7 separate regions of the Mus musculus genome follow, and regions 2, 3, 4, 5, 6 and 7 are each linked to region 1. The links are chromatin contacts, called in public Hi-C, HiChIP or PLAC-seq and promoter capture Hi-C maps. All regions are on one chromosome and are shown on one strand. Each heading gives the region's core, a stretch centred on a gene start, on an enhancer-like site or on the middle of the called end of the contact. The rest is flanking DNA. Distances are from core to core; before and after follow the strand shown.

Region 1 (3,937 bases), core at 749-3,248:
GGCTTGGAACTGAGATGGAGATAGGGAGGCAGATAAAAATACGCTGTGTGTCGGACTCCGGGCTAGGAGAATGGTGCCAACAGGAATCTGGGTGTGTGTGGGGGGGGGGGGTAGTTGCAGGGAGGGGTCACCTAGGATGGACAGCTAAGTGGGAGAGAGCTTGGGGAGCACCAGTCGTCACTGCCACAGACCTGTTTGCGCAGTTTTTGGGGGAGGGAAGCAGACACGGGTGAGGGCGGAGGAAAGAGAGGAATGGAGAAAGGAGGGAGGAGAAGAGGAAGGGGCGACGGCTAGAAAATAGATAGCAACTCAGACCACCGGCCTTTTCTCTTAAGTCGGCTGGGTGCGCAAAGAGCACAGGACCCGAACCGCAGCGGTCTGGGGAAAGGAAGGAAACCAGAACAGAGCTGCCTAACGGGGCATAGCGCTGAAGCCCAGGCCTCTGGGCTGAATCCTGGGTAAAGGAACACTGAGGAAGGAGGAAGGCTGCTGCCTTTGGTTCTGGGATTTGGATTTGGGGAGAGACTAAGGCCTGGTAAGCTGGAGGTGGGAGCCTAGGCCTCTTTTGGACTCCAGGCCTGAGAGGATTGCCGCAGCCCAATGAGTGAGGCTTTGGAGCAAGTGGCTGGGGGCCTGGAAAGTCTACCTCGGAGTCAGGTGGTGCAGATAGACTCCAACAGGCAGGCAGACGCTATTGAGGGCCCCTGGAGAACCAACCGATCTCCCTGGGAGATGCTATGACCATCAAATTCAAGGGCTCCAGAGGAGTCTTGGGGATATGCCACGAGATTGCTCAGGGCTTAGTGGGGCTCCAACACAGTGAAAGCTCCAAGAGACTTGAACACAGAAGACGATGAGAGGAAGGCCAAAGCACAAGGGGTTTGTCTGTGGGCGGTGAGTAGGGACCTTATTCTGTGAGAGTGGGACTCATCTTCCTTTTGTTCTTCAGACCCTCGAGCTTTGAGGAAAGCCAGAAAACCGGGACCTCTGTGTTTCCACGCTGGCTGAGTATTGAGAGGAGAGAGAAAGAGAGAGAGAGAGAGAGAGAGAGAGAGAGAGAGTAAAGGGAAAGGATGGAGGTACTAAGAAAGACTGGAGAAAGGAGAGAAAGCAGGATGGAGGCGAGGAAAGGAAGAGAGGAAGACAGGAGAGAGAAAGGAGAAGAGTGAGGAGTAAGCAAAGAAAGGAGGGACGGGAACAGAGCGGAAAAACCTGGAAGAAGAAAGGCCGAATGGGTACCAAGGCCCACGCCAAGCTAGCTCCTGGGAGTCGTTTTTTCCAGGGTCTGCACTCTTGTCCCTGGTGTCAGAACCCAAGAGAGCCAAATCCCTACCAGCCGGAACGCACTCCGCAGAGAAATATGTAAATCAGGGCTCCCTGCGCCCTAGAGAGTGTCGCAATTACGCCCCTTGAACAAGAAGCAACAAGCTCCCAGCCGGTGAGCTACGGAGGGTGGCTGTGTCGCGGGGGAGGGAGCGGCTGCAGGAAAGGTGGGGGTGGGAACCTCACACTCTCACACCTAGTCCTCTGTGCCAGGGCCGGGGCTCCCCCCACCACCACCACCACCACCGCTCTCGACTGCTCTCCCTTCCCCCTTCCTCCCCCTCCTCCCTCCCTCCTCCTCCCCTCCGGCCTAGGTCCGGGTACTTAAAGCAGCGCGGGCGGGCTAAGGCGGGCGGGCGGCCCAGTCCGGTGGCGGCAGATGCGCCCAGCGGTGGCAGCCGCCGGCGGCGCGCAGGTGACCGGCCTGCAGCGCAGCCTGCTCAGGGAGTGCCCTGGGAGAGCTGGCGGGAGCTGGAGGCCGATCCGCCCCCAGCGTGCGCGCGTCTCGGCGCCAGGAGCCGTCCCGGGGCGTGTTGGCGAGCGCTGATATAGATATAAGGACATTTCTCTCCATGGCGTCACGTGACATAATTACCACCAGAATCAATCAAGATGAATTGCACGTCAGCGCCCGGTGGGGATTTTTGCTTAGTTGATCCTGGCCCAAGCCTCTTGTGCAATCGATGGCTCAGGTTGGAGGCGCGGGGAGCGGCCCGAGGCTTGCCGGCGTGCACGCCGCGCAGCCATGAACGACTTTGACGAGTGCGGCCCCAGCGCAGCCAGCATGTACCTGCCGGGCTGCGCTTACTACGTGGCCCCGTCGGACTTCGCCAGCAAGCCGTCGTTCCTCTCGCAGCCGTCCTCGTGCCAGATGACTTTCCCCTACTCCTCCAACCTGGCGCCACACGTCCAGCCCGTGCGGGAGGTGGCCTTTCGCGACTACGGCCTGGAGCGCGCCAAGTGGCCGTACCGCGGCGGAGGCGGCGGTGGCGCGGGGGGCGGCGGCGGCGGCGGTCCCGGCGGGGGTGGTGGCGGCTCCGGGGGCTACGCTCCCTACTACGCCGCGGCAGCGGCGGCAGCGGCGGCAGCGGCGGCGGCCGAGGAGGCGGCCATGCAACGAGATCTGCTCCCGCCCGCCGGCCGCCGGCCAGACGTGCTCTTCAAGGCTCCCGAGCCGGTGTGCGGCGCTCCCGGGCCGCCGCACGGTCCGGCGGCCGCAGCCTCTAACTTCTACAGCGCCGTGGGTCGCAACGGCATCCTGCCCCAGGGCTTTGATCAGTTCTACGAGGCGGCGCCCGGACCCCCCTTCGCCGGCCCGCAGCCCCAGCCCGCTCCCGCGCCGCCACAGCCCGAGGGCGCCGCTGACAAGGGCGACCCCAAGCCAGGGGCTGGTGGCGGCGGGGGCAGTCCCTGCGCCAAGGCGACTCCGGGCCCAGAGCCCAAGGGGGCGGCGGAAGGCGGTGGCGGTGAAGGCGAGGGCCCCCCGGGGGAGGCGGGGGCCGAAAAGAGCGGCGGCACAGGTAGGCGCGGGGCGCGGGCCGAGGGGCTGGCCCGGGGCGGCGGAGGGGGGGCGGTGGGGACCTCCCTCTGCTTGCGCCGTTTTATGTGCTACTTTATAAGCATTCGAGGGGGTTTATACATCCTATAAGATTTCCCGGGTCGTTGTAAAGCGTGTTTATGATAGGAAACCAATTTAGGTGGGCTTAAGGTAGACTTCGAAGAGGACATTAATCGCCGTAGAGAGCTTTCCCTCTATTTGGGTGGGGGGGGGGTGGGTGAGTTGAGGACCTTAGAGGAGGGAAGTACATTTGCAGCCAGTTGATGAGTGGGAACACGAGAGCCTCCTGCCTTTCAGGGAGAGGGTAAGTGATCTGCCGCACTGGACTTAACCCCAACCTCTGGCTGGCGCTCAGCTCGGAGTTGAGCAGATGCTCCTGTGGGCGCGCTCTTGTCTCTCTCCCTTCATGTTCCAGTTCAGAGCCTGCCTTGCCATCATCCTTTTTCCTATCTCAGTGCCAGCCTAGAGTGTGTGTGTGTGTGTGTGTGTGTGTGTGTGTGTGTCCGGGCGTGAACACATGTCCACGCCCGCACTCTACTGTGCCCGCCCATATATCATCCCCCACGACGCAGGCAGGGCCTTTCAACGGCGGCAAGGGACGTCCCTAACTGGGCCAAGGCCTGGCCCTAGCTCAGTGGCCAGAGTGGGTGGGGGCAAGCAGTAGCCTCTCTCACCTCTTGGTTTCTTTTCCTTGCAGTGGCCCCCCAGAGGTCCCGGAAAAAGCGCTGTCCCTACACCAAGTACCAGATCCGCGAACTGGAACGCGAGTTTTTCTTTAATGTATACATAAACAAAGAGAAAAGACTCCAACTCTCTCGGATGCTCAACCTCACTGACCGGCAAGTCAAAATCTGGTTCCAGAATCGCAGGATGAAAGAAAAGAAACTGAACAGGGACCGTCTGCAATATTTCACTGGAAACCCCTTATTTTGAGAACTCCAGGATGTACCCCCTCCCCAGAGCCCCACTCACCCACCCTCCTCCCCACCAGCCTGCTCTCAGCAGGCCCAATGTCCTTGGGTTCAATGACGCCTCTTCTCTGTGGAACTTCACGAT
Region 2 (3,937 bases), core at 551-3,050, 910 kb before region 1:
ACGTTCGCATTGTAGCAAAGTGTATTTATGCAAACTGAATTCTATTTTTCACAAGCACATATCAAAACACTGAAACCAAGTCATTCCTGCTGAGGGACGGGAACAGTTTCCCACACAGGTAACAATTTCATGCCCTTCTTTTACTTATTTCCACCTAGGTAAAGGCTTACAAGCTAAAAATCTTTTAAAAAGTGTATTGTGTCCCCAGTTTAACTGCCTTGCTTATCAGGAATGTCAGTGTTCTAGAAAATACTAGATGAGTACAATTTACTTTGAAACCCTTAAAAAATGCAGAATATGTCATTAGAAACCCGGACAGATCAATTGTTCCAATACAGTCTGAAGATTTCCTCTGGAAATCTTACTGCTGTGCATTCGCTGCAACAGTTGCTAACCAGCCACAGCCATTGCTTCTAAAGAAAATATAAGCTAAGGGTACAGTCTTATAGCATTTGTAACCTTTGTACAAAAAAGTCCCCATTTCCATTAAATAATGCAGATTAAATACAAGGTAAAGTAAAGATATTATTTTCCAGAGAAAGAAGAAACAGAAGTAACTGATGCCAGCAGCTGAATTCACTTGGAGGTATTTACAACAAAAAGCATTTATGGTATGTGACAACATAACTGTGCCTGGTCAGATGACATAATTAAAACTTAACTGGAAACTGGATATGCCGAATAACTTGTGAGAAATGTGCTTGGATATTAATAATAGGTTATTCCTAATACATCATTGCACCTTCCTACTTTGAAAAACTGAATTCTTTGCAAATCTAAGTTTTGACATACTGAGTTCTCTTGAAATGATGTACCAAGGTCTGTTTTTTGTAAAAGAAAAAGAAATGTCCCTTTTCAGTGCTTTTCCCCCAACCCACTGTCATTGCAAACTGTCTTAGCCATTGAAACAATAGTGTTAAGTAACTACATCCACAAAATATCACTTCCCAAACAATACAGTTACCTTACAGTAACCAACTTTCTTCTGCCCTCTTTCCTCAGAGCACACATTTTAACCAATAACAAATTAGGTTCACATATTATTCTTGTTTCCAATGCAATGTACCAAGTCCCCCCAAAATGCCCAACAATCCAACAGGAAGCAACACACGGACGGGGCAATTCTAGAGAAGCTAGGGATGCTCTCGCATCTTATTCAAAATAATAATAACAATAATAATAATAAACTTTCCAGGATCTTTATTTACCGACTTAGGGAAAATTGGTTTGCAAACAACTAGCCAACTTCCCTCTCAAGTTGGTATGTGAGAGAGGCACGGTGTGTTCACCCCGACCCCAGGACTGGCCCGGGAGCTCACGCCCATTGCCCTGCCTGAGAGGAGACAATGGGAGCGGCGCGCGGGGCCGCGCTCCAGGAGCCCCGACAAGGCGGCCCGCCCGCCCCGCGCCCCCCCAAGCCCGCACGCGACTCCGGGGCGCGGCCCACCCGCGGCGGGGAGCCGGGGACGGCACTCACCGAACAGGGTCAGAGCCATGGTGGAGCCGCGCCGCCCAGCGCTCCTCGCTCCCGCGGCGGCCGGCAGACGGCACCTCGGCGGGGCGGCGGCCCGGGGGGCGTGGCGCGGAGGCCGCGGGGGGCCGCAGCGAGGAAAAGTTACGCGCGCGTTAGCGAGGGGCGCGCCCGGCCCGCGGCAGCCCGGCAAGCCGCCGCGCGCCCGCACCTGTCGCCGCCATGGGCCCGCGGGGCGCGCGCGGGCGGGCGGACCTGAGGCGCGACCGGCCGGGCGGAGCGACGGCGGCCGGCGCTCACCGCGCACCCCGCGACCTCGCCGACGCCATCTTGCCAGAGCGCGCCGCATTCCCGCCAGCCCCTCGGGCGGCCGAGCGCGCGTTACCATGGCAACGGGCGCGCGCACGGCCCACGGGGACGCGCCCCATCCGCCGCGCCTAGAGTGAGGCTGCGCCCCCCACCCCAAGCCCAACAGGCGCACCCCCGGGGCGACGGCAACAGCCGCCCCGGGCTAAGCGGGTGCAGCTCCTGAAATCCCGGGATTTTTCTTGAATGGGATGGGATGAGAGAGCAGAGCGGAGGATGCTCGGGCTCGCGGGCAGGCGGGGTCTCCTGAGGACCAGGGTTCGTCTGAGGATAGAGCTCCTGCCGGCGCCCTCAGGGTTAACCGGCGAGCGGTCCCTGCCTGTGAATGCTGCTAACATTCCCTTGGGTTGGTGGAGCCCCTCTTGTTTCCGATCTGTATACCCGGAATCGGGTAATTGAAATGCATCGGGAATTATCTAAAATAACTGTTAGAAGGCAGGTGCTTAAAGCCACTGTGTCTTTTTTTTTTTTTTTTTTTTTTTTTTTACGTTATACCTTGTGGATGTTGTCTAAGGGAAACATCAGCGTTCCTCGCTGCCTGGCGAGTCTCTGCCACAAAAGATTCCCCGGAGCTTTTGGGTTTTATCTGACAATCACAGGCACTGTCTCTAGCTCTGGTGTTTTCTACTCGCCTTGTCGTCGCCTTAATTAGCGAGAGGGCATCCAACGCTTGAGGGTTTGGATTTTTGTTTGTTTGTTTTTTAAAGGCTCAACTGTGATGTTTTTCACTTTATTTCTCGTTGCTACCTTTGTTCTGTATAAAAATAGTCCTTTTCCCTCCTACTTTCTCTGTCTAGGGTTTGTTAGTGTTTGGGTGTGTAATCGTGTTTGTTTAATCTTCAGTCCTCATTTTCTCCTGCGTGCACTTCTTGTTTTGCAGGCTCCTCGCGTTCCCTGGTGTCATTTTTCCTCTTTTCTCTAAATTTCAACTAGTTATTGTGTTATTTAATATATCTCAGGAATCAAATCTTTATAAAACGCTAATTACTACCTCAAACAGAGTGCAGCTAATCAATCATCATTTCACAGCACACTCAAGCATCAGAAAAGAAGAAAAGCCGGTAGAAAGGAGGAGCCAAGCCTTTTGTTTCAAGCCAGTTAACTCAAAAAAGAAAGAAATATTAAAATAATCAGCCTGAGTGAACAAACGTCTAGGCACCTGATCTTACATTAAATAGATTTTCATTAGCTACTGGTATAAAAATATTTCTTGGAATCACCAACATTTTACAACATTATTTTCAATAATCTCCTTTTGATTTTATGCACTCCTCCCTTTTTTTCTTGAGAAAAAAAAATTACAGTTCATCAAGATAAATGAAAATTCAAGAAGGCTTTGTTGGACAGATTTTACAGCCATGATAGTATCTCTGCTGATCCAATCTGCAACCAGATAAATCAGTATCTAGAGAGCCCATTGTCTCAACCAGGAGTATCTAGAAGAAATACTTCCCTTCTTCCTAGAAAAGTACACATAAGCACACCAAAAAAATTTTTTTCACATCTAAAAACAAAAACTTTTTTAAAATCTTTCATTGAAATTTGAACAGATTTAAAGAAAAAAAAGAACAATTTAAGGATCCCCACCACCACCACCACCACCACCACCACCACCACCAATGTGTGCTTATTTAGTGGCAACCAAGAGGAAAAGCTGAGTCTTCTGCAGTTCTCCCAGACAACCTCCTTCACCACCCATCCCCCAAGCCTTTAGAGCATGTTTGGTTTGAATTTAAAAAGGAAAATCTGTTTACCATTAGAAGCAAAGAAGCAAGGTGGATTCTTTGTCCTCAGCGGTTTTACATTTGTGGGTCGACTTCAAGTTCAGGAGATTACAACTTGCCCTGAGTCTTTATTCACAAGCAGCTCTCTTCGGGACTGTATGTCCATGGAGGTTAAGAACCGAAAAGTGTTTATTTTCTTAGTTCAATTTAATGAGAGTTACCAGAGCACCAAGCCTTTGGATGTGAGAGTTCAGTTTGCTGGAGTTTTCTCTGCCTGTTGAGGAGTTACTCTGAGGATCAGTAAGAGGGCACTTAGTACCCCTCTGCTGTGATTCACCCACTGTGCAGCCAAGCTCTAGTTACCAGACCAACATTT
Region 3 (3,937 bases), core at 625-3,124, 890 kb before region 1:
GGGCTTCATGCATTCTAGGCAAGCAAACACTTTACCACTCAGCTATAGCCAAGGCTGAAAGCCAACCCCTTAAAAAAAAAAAAAAAAGACATCTTCATCAGATCTCTAGATGACAGAAAACTGGAAAGGCTGCATCCAGAGGCAAAAGCTAAGCACACTTCTTCAGGAGGTTGGCTGCCTGGGTGTGAGTACTAAGCTCCTCAGTTTATCAGCTGTGTGGCTGACCTTACAGCATTAACTTCTTCTTCTTTTTTTGGGCAGGGGAGGGGCTTTTTTGAGACAGGGTTTCTCTGTGTAGCCCTGGCTGTCCTGGAACTCACTCTGTAGACCAGGCTGGCCTTGAACTCAGAAATCCACCTGCCTCTGCCTCCTTGAGTGCTGGGATTAAAGGCGTGCGCCACCACTGCCCGGCCATTAACTTCTTCAAATGCAGCTTTTCAGTTTCTTTGACCAAATAGAGGCATCAAGAGCCAGTCACCGCTGGAAATCTTTTTATATATTTAGGAAAGCAATGCGCAATTGTAAGAAAGTTAATGAATATTTTAGAGTCATGGGAATAAGTATAAGATGATCAGAAGACCAATTGGCTAAGTATATGTTAAATTCATTTTAATTGAAACTGCTGCCAGTAGGCTTTCCTCCTCTGTATGATCATGTCTTTTCATTCTCAGTCAAGTCTCACTATATTGCCAAGGCTGGTCTCAATTCTGGGCTCTGGCAATCTTCCTACTTCTGTCTCAAGTAGCTGGTGCCACAAGAGCACAACACATGCCTGACTATTTGTACCATATACACCTGAGTGGCTTAACTCCTGGTTATCGTGATCTTGATTGTGAGGATGGCCCCTGAGCCAGCATCCTCACATCATCTGGTGACAGCAGTCTACTCTAACAAGCCCTCCCGGTAACTGTGATGCTCGATACCTTGGGTACCACCATTCCAACCCTTCACACACCCAAGCTGGAACTGGCTCTAGCCGCTTCACAAACTGCATTTACATGTAGCATATCAGGAGCTGGAGGTATGATACATACAGGTCTCCACATGTGTTAAACTCCTCAAAGCTCTGCACTCTAAGTGTTTTTGTCTCCGCGTGGGGATCTCCCCAGGATCCCTGACATCATGGACCATTCCACATATTGTCAGTCAAGGTGTTCTGTTTGCAGCAACCCTCAAGGGTTACTGCATTCAGTTTAGTAATAAGTGACTTCCAAGTGTGACATCACCCCAGTACTATCTCCGGGTTGTGACGTATAGCCCAAGTAAGCTCAAACGAGCCATCTAAATTGGCAGGTCAGAGGAATTGCTGGTCCTTGAAGCTGGAGAAGGGAGGCATGGGAATTTAGGAATTAGTAAATCAAGCTGACTGAACAACACATGTAAGTCTTAAGCATAGAGGCTGTGAAAGGTGCAAGGTGCAAGCAACGACAGCAGGCCTGTCCAGGCAGCTTCAGCAGTAGACTGTTACACAAACGCGCGCGTGCGCGCATGCACGAGCACAAGCATGGGGGAAATCCTACTGGACTGCATGCAGATCTGGCGGGCACCTGCTGACTGCCTTGACCTTCAGTAGTGGTAAAGTGAGGCCACCTGACAACCATGGTATCAATTGTGCAGCCAGCCTCACAACTGTAGACATTCTTTACACAGGCTCAGGGGCAGGACTGGGGGCATCTGCGTCTTCAGAAATGTAAACACATCCACTGAGCTCCCTCGATCACACCTGGCCTCACAGAGACTTGCCTTCTTCACCAACCACTCCCTCTTCCGGTTCTTTCAGAGAATCCATCTTTACATCTTGTTGCCACACTGCAGGGAGACAGCATCACGTATAGTGATCAGCGGTGAAAGAGCAAAGCGCACCAGCAGGTGGACCCAGAGGCCAAACTATCACATGCTACACGGAGGCTCCAAGCCCGCTCCTCCAAGCCGGCTTTGGGGTCCTTAAGGTTGTTTTCTATTTCCTCTCACCTTCTGAGTTAGGTGTGACTTTTAAAAGCTCTCTACAAGTTGCCTTTCAGCTCCGCCCTGCCCAGCAGTATAAACAAACATTGTAAGATCCCATTGGGATCATGAAGTTTCCGTTCATTTTCAGGGCTGGGAAGCAGTCCCAGGGCTTTGGGGTCCAGCTCATACTGTGACAATTTAATTTCACTGGATCAGATGCTTCTTGGTTTCTTTGCCGACTCAGCACCCAAGCCACCTTTCAGTTTGGTGAGAGCTGGTGGAGAAAGGCCTCCCTTCCTCTCTAGCATCTCAGAGGGGCAGAGAACAGCTTTCTCCGTCCTTGGGGAGCCCCATCTCCAGTGCCTCCGCGCCTGCTATGACCAGTTTGATGACAAAGCAGAAATGCAAAGAGGAGGCACTACTCAGAAATCACTGGAGGGGACAACAGTGTTGTGACTTGGTTGTGGGAGGGTGGTGTCAGGACTCTAGCAGTTCCCTACCTACAGACTCTTTGAATTATGGAATTTCCTAGACCACCTCAGCCTGATATCATTTCTCAAATGTCTTTGTTTCAAATTCTAGGTGTGCCCTTCAGCTGTACAGGAGATCTGATTCCGAGCCTGATCATCTTTGATCTCTAAAACATAAGCCAGGACAGTAAGTCCTGTAACTACAAGTCCTATAAACTTACAATGCAGAACTATAAACGTTCATAGCCACTTTAAAGTCAGATTGCAAAGAAGGCACCTTAATTTATTCTTTGGAGACATTTATTTATTTATTTATTTATTTATTTGTTTTGTTTTGTTTTTTTGAGACAGGGTTTCTCTGTATAGCCCTGGCTGTCCTGGAACTCACTCTGTAAACCAGGCTGGCCTTGAACTCAGAAACCCGCCTGCCTTTGCCTCCCGAGTGCTGGGATTAAAGGCGTGCGCCACCACGCCCGGCTTCTTTAGAGACTTTTAATAGTGCAAGAAGGGTACAATTTCTCAAGCAATAGAAGAGTTATCGTCATCAGAATACCTTTCTAAAGCAACCTCTAGCCTCGTCCCACCCCCACCCCCACCCCCTTCTCTGCAGTGCTCAGTGTTGAACCCAGGGTCTTATATGTGCTAGGCAAATGCTTCACTCTCAGGCTGCATCTCCAGCCCTCTCTTATGTTTTTTGACCAAGTAGACTATAGTGCCAAAGCTTCCCCCACAAGGCTTCTCTTACTAGCTGGCCCACTTCCCAGGGCCTCCCCTTGCCCTGTTAGCAGAATAAGCTGTGTGTGTTTCCATCAGATGTTGGTTACATCTCAAGGCATGCTGATGCCAATGTAGGTTCAGAGTGGGGATGGGCCCACAGTAGACTCTTCCTGGAAGTTCATGTTGAGTAAGGATGATCCATTCTGGAAAAAATAATTCCCGGTACAATTGAATAAGAGCCTAGTGGGGAAAGACAGAAAGGGCAAAGCAATGAGGATAGGTTTACTCTGCCATTGTTGTACAAATTTTAAGGCGTAGTAACAAGTCAAAAGAGTTGTGTTGAAGATGAGAAGTTGCCTGTTAAGTCATAGGTTCACTGTGACTGTTAATCTTCACTGTCAACTTGATTAAATTTAGAATTAGCTAGAAGATGGTGAAGCACACCTGTGTGTATGTCTATAAGGGCGTTTTCAGAGAGGGTTAAGCGAGAGGCAAGACCTACCGTGAGTGTAAATGGCACCAGCCGTGTGCTAGGGCTATGGAAAGCCAGCCGAGTGCTGGCTCTGCCCTTTTCCTGTCCCCTCGTCCACTGTCGATATTCGAGCAGCCCCAACCCTACACCGTTGGCTGAGCTTCTCTACTTGCTTTCTCAGACACGGCGGACTGAAACACTAAGCCATGAGTCTCAATAATGTGTTCTCCCTTATGTCGTTTTTGTTGTTTCTACCAGTGATGTAAAATCAACTGGTGCATTCACATTTATGGAGACATGAATCAACACTCTCAAAGATTTATTCTGTTTT
Region 4 (3,937 bases), core at 765-3,264, 810 kb after region 1:
TTGGACCCTGTCTCATAGGAGAGAATTCATTCCTGGTATCTATAAACTTGTCAAAAGCCCATGGTTTGGGAGTTCATAGACCTTAAGAGAAAACCTGCCAGCTTTTTTTTTTTCTAATTGGGCATGCTGTCAAATTGATTTCTAGATATTTGTGTCTATAGCCATATATTAGTGTTTCTCTCAACCTGGGTCAGAGATGCAGTGGACATCAGTCAATACAGAGACTGAGAATAAGTGACTATCGAGCACTCACCCTTAAGTCGATCAATCATATCAATCTCTCCAGGGTTCAGAGAACAACAGGGAAGAGAGAGCAAAAAGAATGTGAAAGCCAGAGAGTGGGAGGGTCCTGTGAGATGCTGTCTGCTGGACTGCAGGATAACTGTCATCAACTCCCAGCAACTCTGGTTACCTGAGCAAGATCAAATCACTCCACACCCCAGCAGACATGGAAGAAGGGCTAGAGAAACCTTGCCCCAACACAGGAGCTATTAGCAGTTGACAAGCCACACTAAGGTGTGGCTGCTGACAGGTTGCCCATGCTCCTGAGAATGACCTCACTCGTGCACCCAGGGGTAATCCTAACTGGACTCAGTAGGTTATAAAATGAATGGAAAGGACATAAAGGTAGGAAGAGGACATGCTTGGAGCTCTGGGGAGAATGGAAGGAGGAGTTAAGAGTGGAAATAATCAAGATACATTGGATTGGGGGTGTGGTAGCACATGCCTTTAATCCCAGCACTGGGGATGGAGACAGAGGCAGGCAGAGTTCAAAGTCAGCCTAGTTTCCACAGTGAGTTCCAGACAAGTCAAAGCTACATGAGACCCTATTTTTAAAAAAATGGGGGGGGGGAATGCCTTAAAAAGGTATCCTTAACAGTAACTGATCAAAATAGAAGATAAGATAGGGAAAAGTATCATAGAATAGACATGAACCCAAGCCAGGTTTACATGTTGACAGCAAATCTAAGTGAAATTCCTAATTTCCAAAGGAGGAAGATTGATGCTACAATGAGGTGAAGCCAGGGAAATAACAGGTTTTAAACCTTAACCCAGGGGCTCAGCTGATGACAAGCAGGCATCGGGAAGGTTCAGATGACCTAAATTGGAGTGGGAGGGCACAGGCTTCTCTATCTGTCCTCTCTTCATGGTGGCATGCCCACAGATCTCATAGGAGTCGGAGTGCATAGATTGGGGGCAGTTCATGATCCTTTGTCTCATAATGTTTGATCTGAGAAGCTTTTATGATACTTTACAGTACATAGTAGTTAAGTTGGACAAATATTATGACCACAGTAAAACACATTCTTATCACTGGAACATAAATCAGTAATTGCTACATTGTGAGGGAGTTCCCCCAAGTCCAGGGACACTGCTCAAAGCAATGAGGGAGGGGGGGGTTGTTTAAAGGAGAAACCAAAGAGCATCAACTCTCAGTTGAAAGCAAAACACCACAAAACCAAAACCTGTTCCCTCCAGGGCTGCAGTGATGCTTTGCAAAGCTCTCAGAAAAAGCTTTTCTCCCTAAGCCAACACACACACACACACACACACACACACACACACACACACACACACACAATGCCACCTAAATAAGCCTATTAAAAAGGACTCCAGTGGAGACACTGATTTGCCATAAACTGCAAAATGCTTCGGAGCTCAGCAGAGACTGGCTCCTGTCACACACAGCCTGGCAGTGGCCCAGCTCCACACCAGTGCACACTTTTCCAATTACAAGCTGAAGATTCCTACGGGGACTCAGGACTCTTGTTTCAGTCTTCCAGTGCAGGAGAAATTCTTCATGGAAGAAAGTGCCCATGGCTCAAGTTCTTCAAGCTCTGTAAAAGAGAGACCTACAGTTCCCACAACAGGGAAGATTCTCTTCTGTTTTCCTGGTTTTTTTTTTTTTTCACATCTTAAATTCTGCAAATTCTTGAAGCAATGGAATGAAAGTTGAATCCCCTAATGATGTGATAGGCACTCCTTATTTATTGACTGTTTGGAACAGCAAAGTCTAAACATTTGAGGCCAGGCGAAGTGTTCACATTCTGTTCTTTCCACAGCTTAGGGGTGAATACATAAAACCGCTGAAGGCAATTGAAGAACTTTAAAGGAAACCGGCCACAGGTGGGGGTGCTCTTGATTAAAGACAGACAAAGTCATGTATTAAAAGTGGCTAGCTCAGGCTGAGTGCACCTACCAGTAATCGCAGAACTCAGGGGCTGAGACAAAAAGATCATGAACTCAAGCCCAGGCTGGGCTATATAACAAGACCATATCTCAAAGAAAAAAAAAAATATATATATATTCTTTTTTTTAACTCTCATTTTTAAAGGATGACTTAAGACTGGGCCAAACTGGAGGTGATTTTTTTAATGTTCAAGAACATCAGTTACCCTCAAAGTTTATTTTTCATTTATTTTCTAAGTCCTCTTTAGTGAAAAATTGGTACATGTGAACACTTGGCCTGTGCCAGCCACGGCATTAAGAGCTCACTCAGGTACTCGATTTTATCGCCTGTCTTCTAAGTAAAGAAACATAGCTTCAGATGGTATCATACAGATGCCCAGTGTCAGCCAGCTAATAAGAGGTAGTTGAAGGACTTGCAATCTGGGAGTTTACTGCTATGGCGAGGGGCTACCTTGGAAAGCAGCAGCAGGAGATGCCTTTCTGCAGGGCCTCTCTCCACTTTGCTACTGAGTCAAGACAAACCACAAGTTAGTTAGACTCATGAGCATTGGCCACGTATGTACCTCAGCGCCTGCGCCATTGTAATTATCCCTCTCAATTACAGAAGGCATGGATAAGGAGGGCACAGGGGGCACCATGTTTGTCCTTGGCAATGGTAACTTGTTCTGCTCTGGCTAGGCAAGCCATGCCCTGACATTAGCTAATGCAGAGAGCTTTCCAGGTCTTCGGAAACGGAAGTTATTGTTGACTTTCTCAAAAGGCCCATCAAGAGCCATCTGGAAGGATCGTGTTTATTTGTGGGTTTGTTGTTGTTGTTGTTTTAATTACAGCGTTGACAGTGTCTGTCATATCGGTGTGCCCCAGACAATCAGTGCAGCCTCCTGCTCCTCGTGAGAATCGCTGTTGTGAAGTGCAGTCAGTGTGGAGCGTTGACTTCAACCTCCTCTCAAAAGCTTACACAGGCTTTTAGGTTTTCACAAAGGAAAACGTTTGTTGTTTCCATTACACATAAGGGGAAATGTGAGCCAACAGTTACACTCACAGCTTTCTATTTACCCATGGAGTACTCAATTCAGGGGATGGGTCCAAGGAAGCAAGAGGTTGTCATACTATCTCTTCTACACTGCTAAGGGAAAGAGAGAGAAGGGGAAGGGGGAGGGGGAGGGGAGAGGTGACAGGGAGAGGAAGGAGGAGGGAGGGGGAGAAGGAGAGAGACCCTAATTCAGTAATGATTTTTTTTAACTTACATTGCCCAGTTGCAAGTCTTCCACCCAACAGAGAGTTAACAATATATAACACATTCTCTTTGCCCCAATTACTACAGAAAAACAAAGCAGAAAGCTAAATCATTCTCAGGGCAACCTGCAAAGAGGAACTCAAATCAACCTTGGAAGGAGTGCCTGACTCTGGGTTTAAACTAATTGCCATGTAAATTAACAACAACAAAAAAAAGAAGAAGGAGGAGGAGGAGGAGGAGGAGGAGGAGGAGGAGGAGAAGACCCATCAGCAAAGGAGCCCCCAGCAACCTAAACAACATCGAGCCTGCTTCTTCAGACAATAAAATGCCAAAGTTGTTCTTCTGCTGTCAGCAAATGATGAATACATGTGGTACCGATTATTTAATACCATGAGACCACCAGGGAAGAAGATTTAGGTGAACTGTAGCAGAACTGTGCCATTTATTTTTATTACCATGCATTAAAAATTACGTTTACAGATAATTGTTTTTCTCCTTCCAATAAAGCAA
Region 5 (3,937 bases), core at 838-3,337, 770 kb before region 1:
CAGCAACTCCTACTGTTGCAGCACCTGCACCAATGAATTTGGCAGCAGTATCAATGTCTCTGCTGATTACACTGGTCTGAAACTCCCTTCGGATCAGCTGACACACACCATTCTGGGCCCCATTAAAAACTGTAGAGCCCTGGGAAGAGGAAATAAGGCAAAGGTCAATTCAGTAATCACATTGATTTTAACTACTATAGTGCCAAAACCAGTAACTTCTTTATACTATAGCTTGGTATGAATAAATAATTGTATGGCTCAAGGAAAAAGAAAACCAAGAGCTTGATATAATTCTTATCTCGTATAAGATAGTTAACAAGACCTATACCTCTTAGGATTTTTAAAAGTATAAAACAGAATAATGAATATGCTTTTCAACAAAGCAGGCTTTTTTGGATAACCGTGGCTATTTTAAACACAGATAACTCAAAACTATAAATACAGCCTAAAATATTTATTTGCTAATTCAGAAGGTTGTGCTGGCCAAAAGTTCCTCTCAGTGGCTCACCTTCTATGTATTATTTAATAAAACTGGAAAGAAACCACCCATTAATACACCCCTTCATGATAACAACTCTGTAAGACTTATTGACAGTGTTTCCTAATTTCTGTTATTAATACTCACCTCTCCAGTCCTAGTCTCTGGCCGAGATAACACTGATGCAGAAATTGGTCTATATGCAACTCTGGATCCAGCTCGGATCTATTAATGGAAGGAAAAGAAAGAATTTCAAGTACTAAAGAGTACACATTAGTCTTCAGTGACCTCTTGTGCAACTTTAAACTCTAAAGGAGAAAGCAGAAGAGAACGAACAGATTTATTATCTCTGCAATTAGCATGGCCTTTGGTCATTGTGCATACACAAAGCCAACCTAAAATTTTATGCTAATGAACCATGGAATGTTCTATTTAATCTATCTGTAAACAAAAATCCTAAGACCAATTAGTTACCAAGTGACTGAGTGTTGTGGAAGTTTCAGTAACTGTAGTGCTGTAAATTCAAGTAAGTTATGTGGGCTCATAAGGGTGTCGCTATGATTTTGATCATTTACAACAGTCCAGCAGCTAATGAAGCTCCTACAATTTTCAAAGGATTCCTAAATACCCACTAATTCTAAATTTACTATAGAGTTAAGCATTTTGATGTCAGCTTAACAGCCGTTGCAATACTCTCACTATAAGGACATCTGGCAGTCTGGCTTCTCTGCCCTTGAGTGTCCACGGACACTAAGGTCACAGAAAATCCCTCCAGAACCAGGACCCGATTCTCTAGCACAAATCTTTTAGATTCAGACTTCACTTAAAGCCTCCAAAAAAGCAAGCTTCGGGGCTCCCCAACACCTTTCTCCGCCCACACAAGGAAGCAAAGTCCCTCCCTCTGCAGCGGCGAGTTTGACCTACAGACGCGCACGGGAAACGCTGTGCAGGCAACTAGGCCTCAGCTGCCCCTTCCTGACTTCTCAGCACCCCGACCTTCGCGTCGACCCCAACTCCATAGGGACCGGGCGGTGGGGGAGGGGCGCGCTCCACGAGCAAGGAGGCTGTGACCTACGCCCAGAAGGCCTGTCAGCTAGGCCTCGGGGGGGACACATGGCCGGGAACTGTCTGCGGGCCCCAGGGTTGGGAGGGAGGGAGGGAGGAGAGGACATCGGGGCAAGGGTGAAGGAGAGCCGGTCCCTCGGCGTGAATGCTGGGCCGAGGCCCGGGTTACGCACCAGAGCGGGGGTGCGGGCGAGCTTGGCGCAGGCGAACATCTTTCTTCCTGGCGGCGCGGCGTGGATCTAGGTGACAGGCGACGTGGGCTCCTCTCCCGCTTCCTCTCTGCGGAGCGAAAAGAGGCTTAAGGTCAAGTGTCCCCCCCAGGGGCCTGTCCTTGCCACCCCGGCCCCGAGGGGCCCCGCGCAGGCGGTCAGCGTGGCCGCGTGCCCGGGAAGCGCAAGCCCGGTGGACAGGGCCGGGAGACCCGCTCCGCCCCGGCCCGGGCCCCGCGCCCTCCGTTTACCTTCGCTTACCTCCCGAGGCGGCGGCAGTGGCGGCGGCAGAGGTCGAAGCAGTGGGGCTGGGCGCGCAAGCGCGGTGCGGCTCTTATCCGCGCCGCAGCACCCGGATGGAGAAGGCGGGGGAAGACGCTCAAGGTCACTTTGTAACAACTTTATTGGTAACTCTCAGAGGAGGACAATGACAGGCCCCCTCCGTGACCGGCTGGCGGCCAGTGAAATGAAAAGCACACTGAAGACGACTCTTGGCTTTGTTAGTGTTACTAACGGTGCAGATAATTTTTAGTTGTTGTCGCTATCGCAGACTGAGCCTCGCTCCTTGCACGTGCCAGGCAGGGGTTCTCCCAGGGAGCTACAAGCCGACCCTGATTTGGCTTTTATTTCAAACAGGGTGAGTTGCTCAGGCAGGCCTTGAGCTCAGTATGTAAGTTAGGGAGAACCTTGATCGTCCACTTTCACCCTTCCAAGTAGTTAGCTTCTTCATAACCAACTCCAGCGGGATTATTTCTTTGTAAGACTCTAAAACAGGGTTTTTTGTTTGTTTGTTTGTTTGCTTTTGTTTAAGACGACAAATCTTTTCTCAGAAGACCTACCTAGAAGTCCTGGGAAGAACAAATGACGGTTCAAGAGCTTTGCAACTCTGTAGACTAGGCTAGCCTTCAACTCACAGAAATCCTCCTGCCTCTGTTTTCCAAGTGCTGACATTAAAGCCATGTACCACTGTGTTCTGCTGCCTTCCACCATTATAACTGGGAGAATTAAGAGATAATAATGTATCATCATTTCGGACTAAAAAAGTGCCTGAATAGTTTTCAAAATCTATTCAGCACCCAGTTCTGATAACTTTGAACAAACCAGATGGATGCAGAAATGTCTCAGATAAATGGCTGTAGTTCAACGTCTGGTCTTCTTATTGATTTTTTTAAAATAGTTTTTTTGAGATAATATAATCTCATAGGTTCTCCCCTGTTTTAGGGTTTTAATGCTGTGAAGAGACACCACGACTACCGCAACTCTTAGAAACAAACAAACAAACATTTAATTGGGGCTGGCTTACAGTTTCAGAGGTTTAGTCCATTTTCAGCATGGCAGGAAGCATGGCAGTGTTCAGGCAGACACGGTGCTGGAGACAGAGCTGAGAATAGCTGAAGGAAGAAGGCAGGCAGCCAGAAGAGACCACTGTTAGCCATTATGCTTGCCTTATGCTTCTGAAACCTCAAAGCCTGCACCCCCCCCCCCCCCAGTTACACACTTCCTCCAACAAGGCCACACCTCCTAACGGTGCCATTCCCTATGGACCCGTGGGGGCCAATTTTTTATTCAAACACCACTCCCTCCCATTTCCTCCCCCCTCCTCCTCCTAGACACTTCTTGACTTTTCAAATCTGAGGCCTCTTTTTCTTTAGTTTTATATACATATTTAGTTGTATGTATATATGATATGTTTTTAGATATAAAATTATAACTTGCTCAGTCTGTTTGTTTTAACCATAGCATTTTCTCCAGCCTCAGAAAATCACCATTGTTTTTGTTTTGAACTTGACTATTCTAGATCCTTCATCTAAGTCCTGCATTATTTGTCTCATTGTAACTAGCTGCTGTTTCTTTTAGTTCATTACATTTATTTATTTATTCTGTGCATATGTGAGGGCAGACAGATGTGTGTATAGGTGCATATGCCACAGTGTGCATGCAAAGGTCAGAGAACAGATTGAGGGAGCCAGGGCTCTGTCCTCACCATGCGGATTCCAGGGATTGAATTCAGGTCGACAGGTGTAGGGCCAAGCAAGCACCTTGACCCACTGAGGCATCTCACAGCATACTCCTGCTTTTCTTTTTTTATTATTTCTTTAATGTATATGAACACACTGTAGCTGATTTCAGATATACCATGTGGTTGCTGGGAGTTGAACTCAGGGCCTCTGGAAGAGCAGACAGT
Region 6 (3,937 bases), core at 786-3,285, 730 kb before region 1:
ATCCAGTGTCTGGTGAAACAATTCAACAGAATGAAAGTCCCACAATGTAAAAGCAGCCATAAACAGTGAGCAAAGGAATGAACCCGACTATGCACCAATAAAACTTTATTTATAAAAACAGACAGGGGAGTTGGCTGGTCACTGACCAAGACGCTTTCAGTGGTGCGTGTATATAAAGTCACCCAGAATGCTTGTTTTAAAAATGCTGATACTCTTTTGTTTGGTTTCTTTTTATTTTTCTTTTAAATAGCCTTACATATTTTAATAAATTGACCATAAATCTAAGAGACGGGAAACGTGTAGAGATATGTGTGTGGCCTGGCAAGACATCAGGTGATATGACTCATCTCAGTTACTTCATCTGTAAAATGGCATGTACTGTCCTTATTTAATTACTAGTTCTGGACCGGCTCCCTCAGGAATCGTGGTAGGATGTAGTAAAGACACAAAGGACATGGTATTTATTTAGAGATGGCTTTGTTATATGTATCGGCCTCTTTATTTTATTTCTTGAGGGTGCCAAGTTTCTATCATGGCCTCTTGGGTGGCCTCTTGAGCTGTCTCTGCGTCTTTATCTGAATCATAAAGAACGATGCTTTTCTTGGATCCTTTGGGTGTGGAAAGCTCTCCCAACATGCCAAATGCCATCAAGCTAGCACTTAAATGTGACTGAGCTGAGATGTGTCTACACACTTTAATCGCTTCATATTGAAGACTGCCAGGCCTCCAGCAACCCGAGAAAGGAGATAAAATGAAGAGAAAACTAACAGGGCAGCCACGGAGAGATGATAAAAGGTAAGGGTAATGGGCGGTTGGATAGCGGCAGGCAACATCTTTAGCTACCATGAAAAGTATTAAGTTGGTGTGTTTGTTGAATTCGTTTTGCTGGTGGTCACTTTGTGTTCATTCCGAACATCCAGCAGTTCGCTAAGTAAACACACATGACTGATGAAAGAAGAAAGGGAACCATTTTTTTTACAGGGGCCATTAAACTTTAACTACCATCTGGCAGGGACTGATTAGGGAAGATCAAAATTAAGGCACTCAACACAAATGCTGTGTGAATACCCCAGGGAATTAACATGGATAAAGACAGTGAGCTTGTGGTTAAGTAAAGAGACAGACATAAGAGGGAAGTGGCGAATACATCCTTTACGGCTTTGGATCTCATGGTCACATTCATTGCCAAAGGGACTCAAAGGGTGTGGGGGTGGGGGGATAACAAGGAGGCCATGAGAAAATCTGAAACACCTGGAAATAATCAGATGCTCTGCACCAATCATAAAAAAAGAAAGTTAGAGAACGACACAGGATCACCTCGTGTGGGCTTCCTCCCAGCCCAGGAAGGGGATGTTTATAGGAGAGGTGTGTTGAAATTGGCAAGTAGTTAATATTCAGATCAGCCTACTATTTAAAAGTAGGAAATGATTGTGTATACTGCTGGGAAAACATTTGGGACTCTCTCCTCGTGAACGCTAAAGACTCTATAATCTCTGGGAATCACTATTTGCTCACTAATTAAACAGACACCCAGCAGGCATTTGGGGGAGAATATGAAGAAGGGAAGTTGAACCTTACTGTTCAGGGACCAAGCCTCTGTGTTCCATCAGTTGGTAACACAGTGCTTAACCCTGGGGCAACTTCACCCTGTTAAAAACACACAGGAAAGTCCTTGGAGAAAGTCCTCCCTTTCTTCTTTTTAATCGTAGCTTATTTTTGTAGATAGATGGACCCAGAGGGCCACCTGAGTGGGGGAACCATAGTGAAGAACTGTGCTCAGAAGGAAGGGCTTAGCTGTTGTGGGGGTGGGTGGGGGTGGGGAGCTTAGCCAGCTTCCAGTTCTAAGTAAGCATTTTTATTTAAGGAAAGTGCAGGATCCTCATCTTGATCAGTGAGATGAACAATTGAATTAAAGCTGGTATAAGCCAGGTCCTAACCCAGAAATATCCCAAAGGAATGTGTGAAGTCCACATGTTATCTCTCTGTTTTCTTCTTAGAACTTATTCTGTACAAAGTACAAAGTGTATTCCTATTCATCCCACAATTTAATTTAATCTTTAACGCAATCCTTGGAAGTATGCACAGAGGAGAAAGTTGAGACCCAAGGTGCAGTGATTTAAGTGACTTGTCCAAGGGTAAAATCACTTAGTAATTATTGATGTCAGGATTTGAACTTTGGCCTTTCTCCTTATATGGCTGTCAATCTCATGTTCCTCCTCCTTACAACAGAATGAAATCCTTCCTGTAGCCCTACTGGGTGCACTGTTTTAGTTTCACTCCCTGACACCCCTATTGCTGGCTTCCTTTAACCTTCCTCTTTTTGAATGAGACTGGAATCAACTCTCTGTCTTAGAAGGAGGGCGTTAAAACTAACAGACACAGCCAAGAAAGTGTTGTAGCAAGGCAGCTCGCCCCTGCAGCAGAGATAGAGGGTCAACTGCACAGTCAGGGAGAGAGAGCCTAGCAAGAATAACAGATCTACACCAGAAGGCCCCTGGCCCAGGCCAATGGGAGGGCATCTGCAGATGAAAGTCAGCGAGAAATGAAACAAGGAAAAAAAATGACAAGCTTTGGGGAATGTGCGGTAACAGCATGTAAGAACATGAACTTTGTTGTTTAATTTTAGAATATTCTAGGGAAAAAATCTTATTTTAATTAAATTTCAAATAATAGCACAATTCATATATATATGTATATTCAATGTGTTAAAATAAAAAGGCAGTGTTAAGAAGTAAGCTAATTCAGAGGGATGCTAGGACCCTCATCATTAACACGTTCCTCCTGCCTCTGTACGTCTGGAATCTCTAAACATCTGGTGATTTTACCATCAGGAAACGGTGCAGTGTCCATCTGTTAAATCAGGCTTTGGCTTGATTCACCTGGGAGGACCAACCAGATGTGGCGTCCTGTGCATTATTAATGATCCGAGTCTTACCTTTGTATGTGCCCTGTGAGGGCGCAGTATGAGGTACAACCCATAAATCATTAAAAAGTGAAGAAGTCATATTTTACTTCATTTTACACATAATAAGGACCATTTTTTTCTTTTTCATTTTTAGTGAGGACATAAATCATTAGAAGCAACTTAAATTTCTTACATTAGAAAACTTTTAGCTGTTTTTTTTTCCTCTCCCTTTGATAGAAAAAGGTTTGCAAATATCACGTGAACACACAGGAAAAGCTCTCCGACACAAAGTCGCTCTTTCACTCACTGGTGTTGGGGCTGTGGGGCCTATTTGTAAATAGCTTCATACAAAATTTCAGTCCACAGTCTTTCTTATCCCATCATTATCAACAAGCCTGTTTATATGTTACAATGAAATACTTTCTGTGGCCTGAGACAACTTGGTGTGATGACCAATATTCTAGGCTAGGCTTTGTCCAATTTGATGGTGACCTTTGGCCGAGTTTCTCAGCCTCTTCAAATCTCATGTAAGATGGGGATGGAGGTAATGACAGAACTTACTTCACAGGGCTGTATTTGGGAGGAGAGACACCGCAACAAGGTTGCATTTAGAAGCAAATGTCATCAGACATAAAACTGTCACACATGCAGCATCTTAGCGAAGTCAGTTAATGTATCCTAAGGCATTTTGAGCAGGCTGCTTATAAGAGCTTTCCTGGGCAGAACTTGAGTGGGAGGTACAGAGATTGTTCCTGGAGGCCCCACCTTTACACACACACACACACACACACACACACACACACACACACACACACACACACACACACGGCCTTTCTCATCCCTAGCTCTCCAACTGGAATGGCACATAGGTCATAGCTGGTGACCACACTTCATTTTCACCCAAGTTTAGAGTTGGCACCAGGGTTCCCTCTGGGTGCTCTACCATCCATGGCTTTGGACAGATGTAAAGTAACAGACTCCTCGTCCTGCAAGTCCACCGTACTTCACGCCCTCACCACTCTCTTCCATTCT
Region 7 (3,937 bases), core at 1,047-3,546, 690 kb before region 1:
AAACCAATTGCACAACCTGAAATTGGGAATTGTGTATCTATCAGTTTCCCTTCTAAGGACTGGTCTGGGAACTACTTATTAGCCTGCAATTTATTGAACATGTTTGAGAAGGCAAGTCAGGTATGGAGACAATGAGCAGAGCAAGCATAGCCCTTTTAGTAAGCAGAGCCCCTGATAACATAGCAAACATGGCGTGCTTTGGGAGAGGGGTGAAGCTGCTGGTGGTGGAACCAGAGGAAGGAGGGATGCGTCCCGCTTGCACTTCCTGTTTTGAGATGCCAGGGATTGGTGATCATCATAAAAGCTCCCTACCTGTCCTCAGCTTATTGTAGGTTAAGGCATAATTTGGGCCTGGAGGGAGTTTTAAAAAGCCTATCATTTCCTTTTCATTCCAATGTGGAAAAAGCCAAGATTAAAATAAAGGTTTGAACTTATTTCGGATGAAGAGTGGATATTTATGTTTTTCTTTTAGGTGACCTTGGAAAAGTCTTTAGAGAAATTGCTGGGGGTGAAAAAAAATCTATCTTTCAAATTTCTTAGCAAAAATACACATAAGAGAGTTAAAACTTATGTTGTTAGGGCAAGTTAAGATGTGTATAAAATAGTTATAGTCAACAATCTTATTTAATTTTATTTACATTCTGCTTTATCCTACAAAGATTACATGCAACTCTGTTTTTAATGAAGAAAAATGATAAGTCCTTCTCATTGGTGTTAGAATAAAAATTTGCGCCCTTGATAACTAAATATTTCTAAGTACCCATGGCTTATGGACTCCATAGTCATATCCCTCAGCTCTCCAGCTAGAAGCTTCAGAACACTGACGAACAAAGTAGCCAAAGCCTCTTTCAAGTGTTTAATTTAGAATAAGATAAAATGTAACTATCACATTAAAATGAGGAGCCAAGAGTTTCCCTGCTCATTCCTAGCCTGAAGAAGCATTTGAAGAGGGAAACGGGTAGAGCAGCGGCTTAGTCAATACTTTCTTGTGGATGGTTTTGTTTGCTGGATGCCCAAAGTCCCCAGTGGTGACAGTCCCCAGTGGTGACAGTCCCCAGTGGTGACAGTGCTACAATGACCTTCCCTCGTCTGCTAATGAAATGGCAGTCAGGCAGCAGGACCCCGATCTCTTAGATCTGGTTTTAGGGTTCCTTCCCCCATACCCATTGTAGGGTGCTGTTGTTCTGTCTGTGGGCTAGGACAAGGTCCAGATGGAGTGCTCTTACATCTTTACTGCTCAACAAAGGCTGGGGAAGACAGTTGTGCTATTGCTTGTTCAAAACATCTGGTAGCACCAGAGCCACCGGTAGAGCTATCAGAAAGCCCAGGGGACACAGTCAAGGCTTTAAGTAAGGCAAATGGCACATACATTGTAACTGTTATACAATGCAGGAGAAAAATGACTAAGTTGTTAATGCAGATTTCTAATTCAGGCCTAAACATCAGGGGGATCCTTTGGGAACTGTAGTTGTGTAGGTCATATCTCCTCAGTGAGATTTGTCCCTGAGCTGTGGAGTCTGTCGCTGTACCCTGTGTATGGTATCTGACTCTATCACAGCACCTTCACTGCACTTTGTGATTGTGTGGAAAATAAAAACTGGGGCTTTTGTTTTCCCACTGACTCTTCCTCCAGGGGCTGTTGTCTCCTGGGCTCTGATCTGTGGATGCAGTAATGGGTATCATAGCGAGTGCCACAGTAGCAACGCCACATACAGAGACGAGGGATCAAGCTTACAGCTTGTGATGATTATTTGCTAAAACATTAGTCTAGGTGCTTAATGTATTCATTTATATTTTTATTTTCGACATCTGCATTTGGAGATTGGCTCCAAGGTTAAAGAAGAAGATAACCCGTCTGGTAGGCCACCCCCTGGTTTTTATTGCTGAATCTGCTCCTTCATTTTCACCAGCTGGGTCATCTTTGCTCAGGGGAGACTCACTTGGCTAAGGCTAGTCAGGATACTGTTGTTTCCGAACAATTAAAACACAATCCGTACCTCCTCTAACCGACAAACCCCGATGATTACAATCAAAGAGCTTCCGATATTTTAAAACCAGAATGGCTGGGAGCTGCTAGGTACCACAAAGCCAACAAGAGACTGAGCGGATCCTCAGCCGATGGCCCTGGCAGTGAAAGGGAAGCCAAAGGAGGCACAATGGGCGGTGATAAAGGCACAAGCACTCTTATTACCGGGCGATCCATCATTTTAAGGAGGGAAGAGCCCCCAAAGAACAATGGAACCATGCAGATGCCGTGCATCCGGCCGAAGAAACAAATGTGACTGCACAATGGTGTCGTCATTGACAACATCCATTTATCGAACACAGTGCAGAGCCCTGTAGAAGGCACTCCGCCAGGGCTTGAATTACACAGACACTCACATTTGCAAGCCCTCCTCTTGTAACTGGGAAAGGAGAAAAACAGCCCAGGGAATGGGTTGTTTGTGTTTTTCCTTTCCATGTTCATGCTGTGTGTATTTCTACAACCTACTGGAGGATTCCCAGGCCTCCTGGACACTGTTATCTTTTTGAGGAAGGGGGACACTTTCCTGATGAGCACACTCACTGTCTTCTAGAGTACAACCAAACAGGGATGAACAAGGATAAAGCAACACCTTGCTGATACTGAGACAAGTGTTCTAAGTCTCTTCAGGTCCCTTTAACTGGAGCGCACCCTCCTGGTCTCCTCTTCCTCTATCTCCACTTGACCTTGACCCCACAGATACCATTGTTATTTAGGATAACCAGCTCTCCCCTCCTCCTCAGGATTTGATTTCCTTCACTCCATAGGGTGGAAGAGAGAGCAAAAGTAGAAAAGAGTCTGGGTGATGGAATCTGTTTCTGTGCAGCTCAGGCTGTGAAACTTCCTATTGGTCTCCCCTCTCCATCCCTTCGACTTATGCCATTGGTCTCCCCTCTCCGTCCCCTCGACTTATGCCATTAACCAGAGCATGTTTTGAGACCACTACTGTGTGGACTTGGCATATCCGTTTAGTGTACTGGGCACACTGTTCATTCCCACTGTAACTCAAGTAAGGGTGACTTGGGGCAAAGAAATTTGGGTGTTAGTGCAGGGAAATGCAGAGATGTAGAGGCCAACCTCATCCCAAGGAATATCTGCAGGGTGAAACTGCTCAGTAAGGACCTGCATCGTGTGTCCTTTCCAAACTCCTGGGCTGAAACCCCAACCCCTTAGGTCTCAGTGTGTGTGGGTGGGTATAGGGATTTTAAAGAGGTGAGTGAATGGAGAGTCTCCCCAGTCTAGTCAACGCACATGCACAAGCACGCACCATCCCCACAAACAGTGCCTATGTGCATCGATGTGCGTGTATATGCATGTATGAGCATGCTCACTGAGGACTGAAATTAACCTTGCATGCTTTCCTCCATCACACTCTATTATATTTGTTAAAGAAGGGCCTTTTGCCGAAACCAGGACCCACCAGCCAATTAAGATTAGTCAGTCTAGCCATTTTGCCCTGGAGATATCCTGTTTTTGTTTCCTGAGTTCTGGGATTACAGAGAACTCTCATCTACCTGGCTTTTATGTAGGCTTGGAGGACCAGAACACTGGCTCACACTTGATGGCGAGTGCTTTTTCCAAGGAGCCACCAATCTAATTTAATTCCTTATAAAAAAGAGAAGGTTTAGACACACACAGTCATCAGAGAGGAGAGCCACCTGTGAACAGAGGAGAGGAGCCTTATGTGAAACCAGCACTTTGATCTTGGACCTCAAGACTGGGAGAAAATACATTTCAAAAAGAAGCGGTCTTTTCTTTTTTCTTTCTTTTCTTTTTTTTTTTTTTTTTTGCTTTGTAAATTGCTCAGCATGTGGTATGTTGTTATGGCAGCCGGAGAAAGCTAAGGATGCACACACATTGTTGTGTTTTATAAAATGGTGGTATAATGCAGCAGGAGGGAGCATCTCAGTGGGC

The links. Promoter capture Hi-C pulls out the DNA fragments that hold promoters and counts their contacts. Hi-C and Micro-C count contacts between places; a contact is called where the count stands out from the background. HiChIP or PLAC-seq counts read pairs in DNA pulled down with a chosen protein or histone mark.
Region 2: a contact with region 1 is called in a Hi-C map of embryonic stem cells, with 4 times the contacts expected there. The contact joins the promoter of Chn1 here to the promoter of Hoxd11 in region 1. A contact is called at or near these places in 15 of 39 promoter capture datasets (the 3T3-L1 cell line, 3T3-L1-derived adipocytes, the HPC-7 cell line and 10 more), 11 of 484 Hi-C or Micro-C datasets (the HPC-7 cell line, cerebellum, embryonic fibroblasts and 2 more), 11 of 115 datasets of contacts at active chromatin or transcription factors (astrocytes, bone marrow-derived macrophages, craniofacial prominence and 8 more) and 2 of 9 other capture datasets (liver and pancreatic islet).
Region 3: a contact with region 1 is called in a promoter capture Hi-C map of embryonic stem cells, with 7 times the contacts expected there. The contact joins the enhancer-like site here to the promoter of Hoxd11 in region 1. A contact is called at or near these places in 15 of 39 promoter capture datasets (the 3T3-L1 cell line, 3T3-L1-derived adipocytes, the C10 cell line and 9 more), 1 of 15 datasets of contacts at CTCF or cohesin (embryonic stem cells), 8 of 484 Hi-C or Micro-C datasets (the HPC-7 cell line and embryonic stem cells) and 12 of 115 datasets of contacts at active chromatin or transcription factors (embryonic basal ganglia, embryonic forebrain, embryonic hindbrain and 6 more).
Region 4: an H3K4me3 HiChIP or PLAC-seq map of embryonic limb bud shows a contact between it and region 1, with 4 times the contacts expected there. The contact joins the enhancer-like site here to the promoter of Hoxd11 in region 1. A contact is called at or near these places in 4 of 39 promoter capture datasets (3T3-L1-derived adipocytes, HPC-7-derived erythroid cells, embryonic stem cells and 1 more), 5 of 115 datasets of contacts at active chromatin or transcription factors (craniofacial prominence, embryonic forebrain, embryonic limb bud and 2 more) and 2 of 9 other capture datasets (adipose tissue and embryonic stem cells).
Region 5: a contact with region 1 is called in an H3K4me3 HiChIP or PLAC-seq map of craniofacial prominence, with 6 times the contacts expected there. The contact joins the promoter of Atp5g3 here to the promoter of Hoxd11 in region 1. A contact is called at or near these places in 10 of 39 promoter capture datasets (the C10 cell line, HPC-7-derived erythroid cells, cranial neural crest and 6 more), 2 of 15 datasets of contacts at CTCF or cohesin (pro-B cells and stem cell-derived epiblast-like cells), 4 of 484 Hi-C or Micro-C datasets (LSK cells, embryonic fibroblasts, embryonic stem cells and 1 more), 22 of 115 datasets of contacts at active chromatin or transcription factors (craniofacial prominence, differentiating embryonic stem cells, embryonic basal ganglia and 12 more) and 3 of 9 other capture datasets (adipose tissue, embryonic stem cells and macrophages).
Region 6: an H3K4me3 HiChIP or PLAC-seq map of embryonic limb bud shows a contact between it and region 1, with 4 times the contacts expected there. The contact joins the enhancer-like site here to the promoter of Hoxd11 in region 1. A contact is called at or near these places in 14 of 39 promoter capture datasets (the C10 cell line, the HPC-7 cell line, HPC-7-derived erythroid cells and 10 more), 4 of 15 datasets of contacts at CTCF or cohesin (CD8 T cells, embryonic stem cells, large pre-B cells and 1 more), 54 of 484 Hi-C or Micro-C datasets (B cells, the Ba/F3 cell line, the C2C12 cell line and 38 more), 14 of 115 datasets of contacts at active chromatin or transcription factors (the NIH/3T3 cell line, bone marrow-derived macrophages, craniofacial prominence and 10 more) and 4 of 9 other capture datasets (adipose tissue, liver, macrophages and 1 more).
Region 7: an H3K4me3 HiChIP or PLAC-seq map of embryonic limb bud shows a contact between it and region 1, with 5 times the contacts expected there. The contact joins the enhancer-like site here to the promoter of Hoxd11 in region 1. A contact is called at or near these places in 6 of 39 promoter capture datasets (the HPC-7 cell line, HPC-7-derived erythroid cells, cranial neural crest and 4 more), 9 of 115 datasets of contacts at active chromatin or transcription factors (craniofacial prominence, embryonic basal ganglia, embryonic forebrain and 6 more) and 2 of 9 other capture datasets (liver and pancreatic islet).

The regions. Positions count from the first base shown.
Region 1 is chr2:74,680,325-74,684,261 of GRCm38.p6, forward strand. Hoxd11 (homeobox D11) reads left to right here and starts at 1,999. Exons shown (of 2, transcript NM_008273.2): 1 at 1,999-2,843; 2 at 3,579-3,937. The coding sequence starts at 2,069. The coding sequence ends at 3,814.
Region 2 is chr2:73,773,546-73,777,482 of GRCm38.p6, forward strand. Chn1 (chimerin 1) reads right to left here and starts at 1,801. Exons shown (of 13, transcript NM_001113246.2): 1 at 1,478-1,801. The coding sequence starts at 1,496.
Region 3 is chr2:73,790,562-73,794,498 of GRCm38.p6, forward strand. No RefSeq gene overlaps it. Among named protein-coding and RNA genes, the nearest start is that of Chn1, 17 kb to the left of the region's middle. Within about 2 kb of position 1,875, at least 18 of the 459 cell types and tissues checked have an H3K27ac peak or open chromatin away from gene starts, as enhancers often do. A contact at or near this core is called in embryonic stem cells, where this site is marked.
Region 4 is chr2:75,490,642-75,494,578 of GRCm38.p6, forward strand. The region is part of intron 2 of Gm50595; the gene reads right to left. Among named protein-coding and RNA genes, the nearest start is that of Gm39854, 16 kb to the right of the region's middle. Within about 2 kb of position 2,015, at least 12 of the 459 cell types and tissues checked have an H3K27ac peak or open chromatin away from gene starts, as enhancers often do. A contact at or near this core is called in embryonic limb bud, where this site is marked.
Region 5 is chr2:73,909,239-73,913,175 of GRCm38.p6, forward strand. It overlaps Atp5g3 (ATP synthase, H+ transporting, mitochondrial F0 complex, subunit C3 (subunit 9)), which reads right to left and starts at 2,088. Exons shown (of 5, transcript NM_175015.3): 1 at 2,014-2,088; 2 at 1,717-1,822; 3 at 626-703; 4 at 1-139. The coding sequence starts at 1,755.
Region 6 is chr2:73,951,701-73,955,637 of GRCm38.p6, forward strand. No RefSeq gene overlaps it. Among named protein-coding and RNA genes, the nearest start is that of Gm38603, 7.6 kb to the right of the region's middle. Within about 2 kb of position 2,036, at least 12 of the 459 cell types and tissues checked have an H3K27ac peak or open chromatin away from gene starts, as enhancers often do. A contact at or near this core is called in embryonic limb bud and pre-B cells, where this site is marked.
Region 7 is chr2:73,989,740-73,993,676 of GRCm38.p6, forward strand. No RefSeq gene overlaps it. Among named protein-coding and RNA genes, the nearest start is that of Gm31472, 13 kb to the left of the region's middle. Within about 2 kb of position 2,297, at least 10 of the 459 cell types and tissues checked have an H3K27ac peak or open chromatin away from gene starts, as enhancers often do.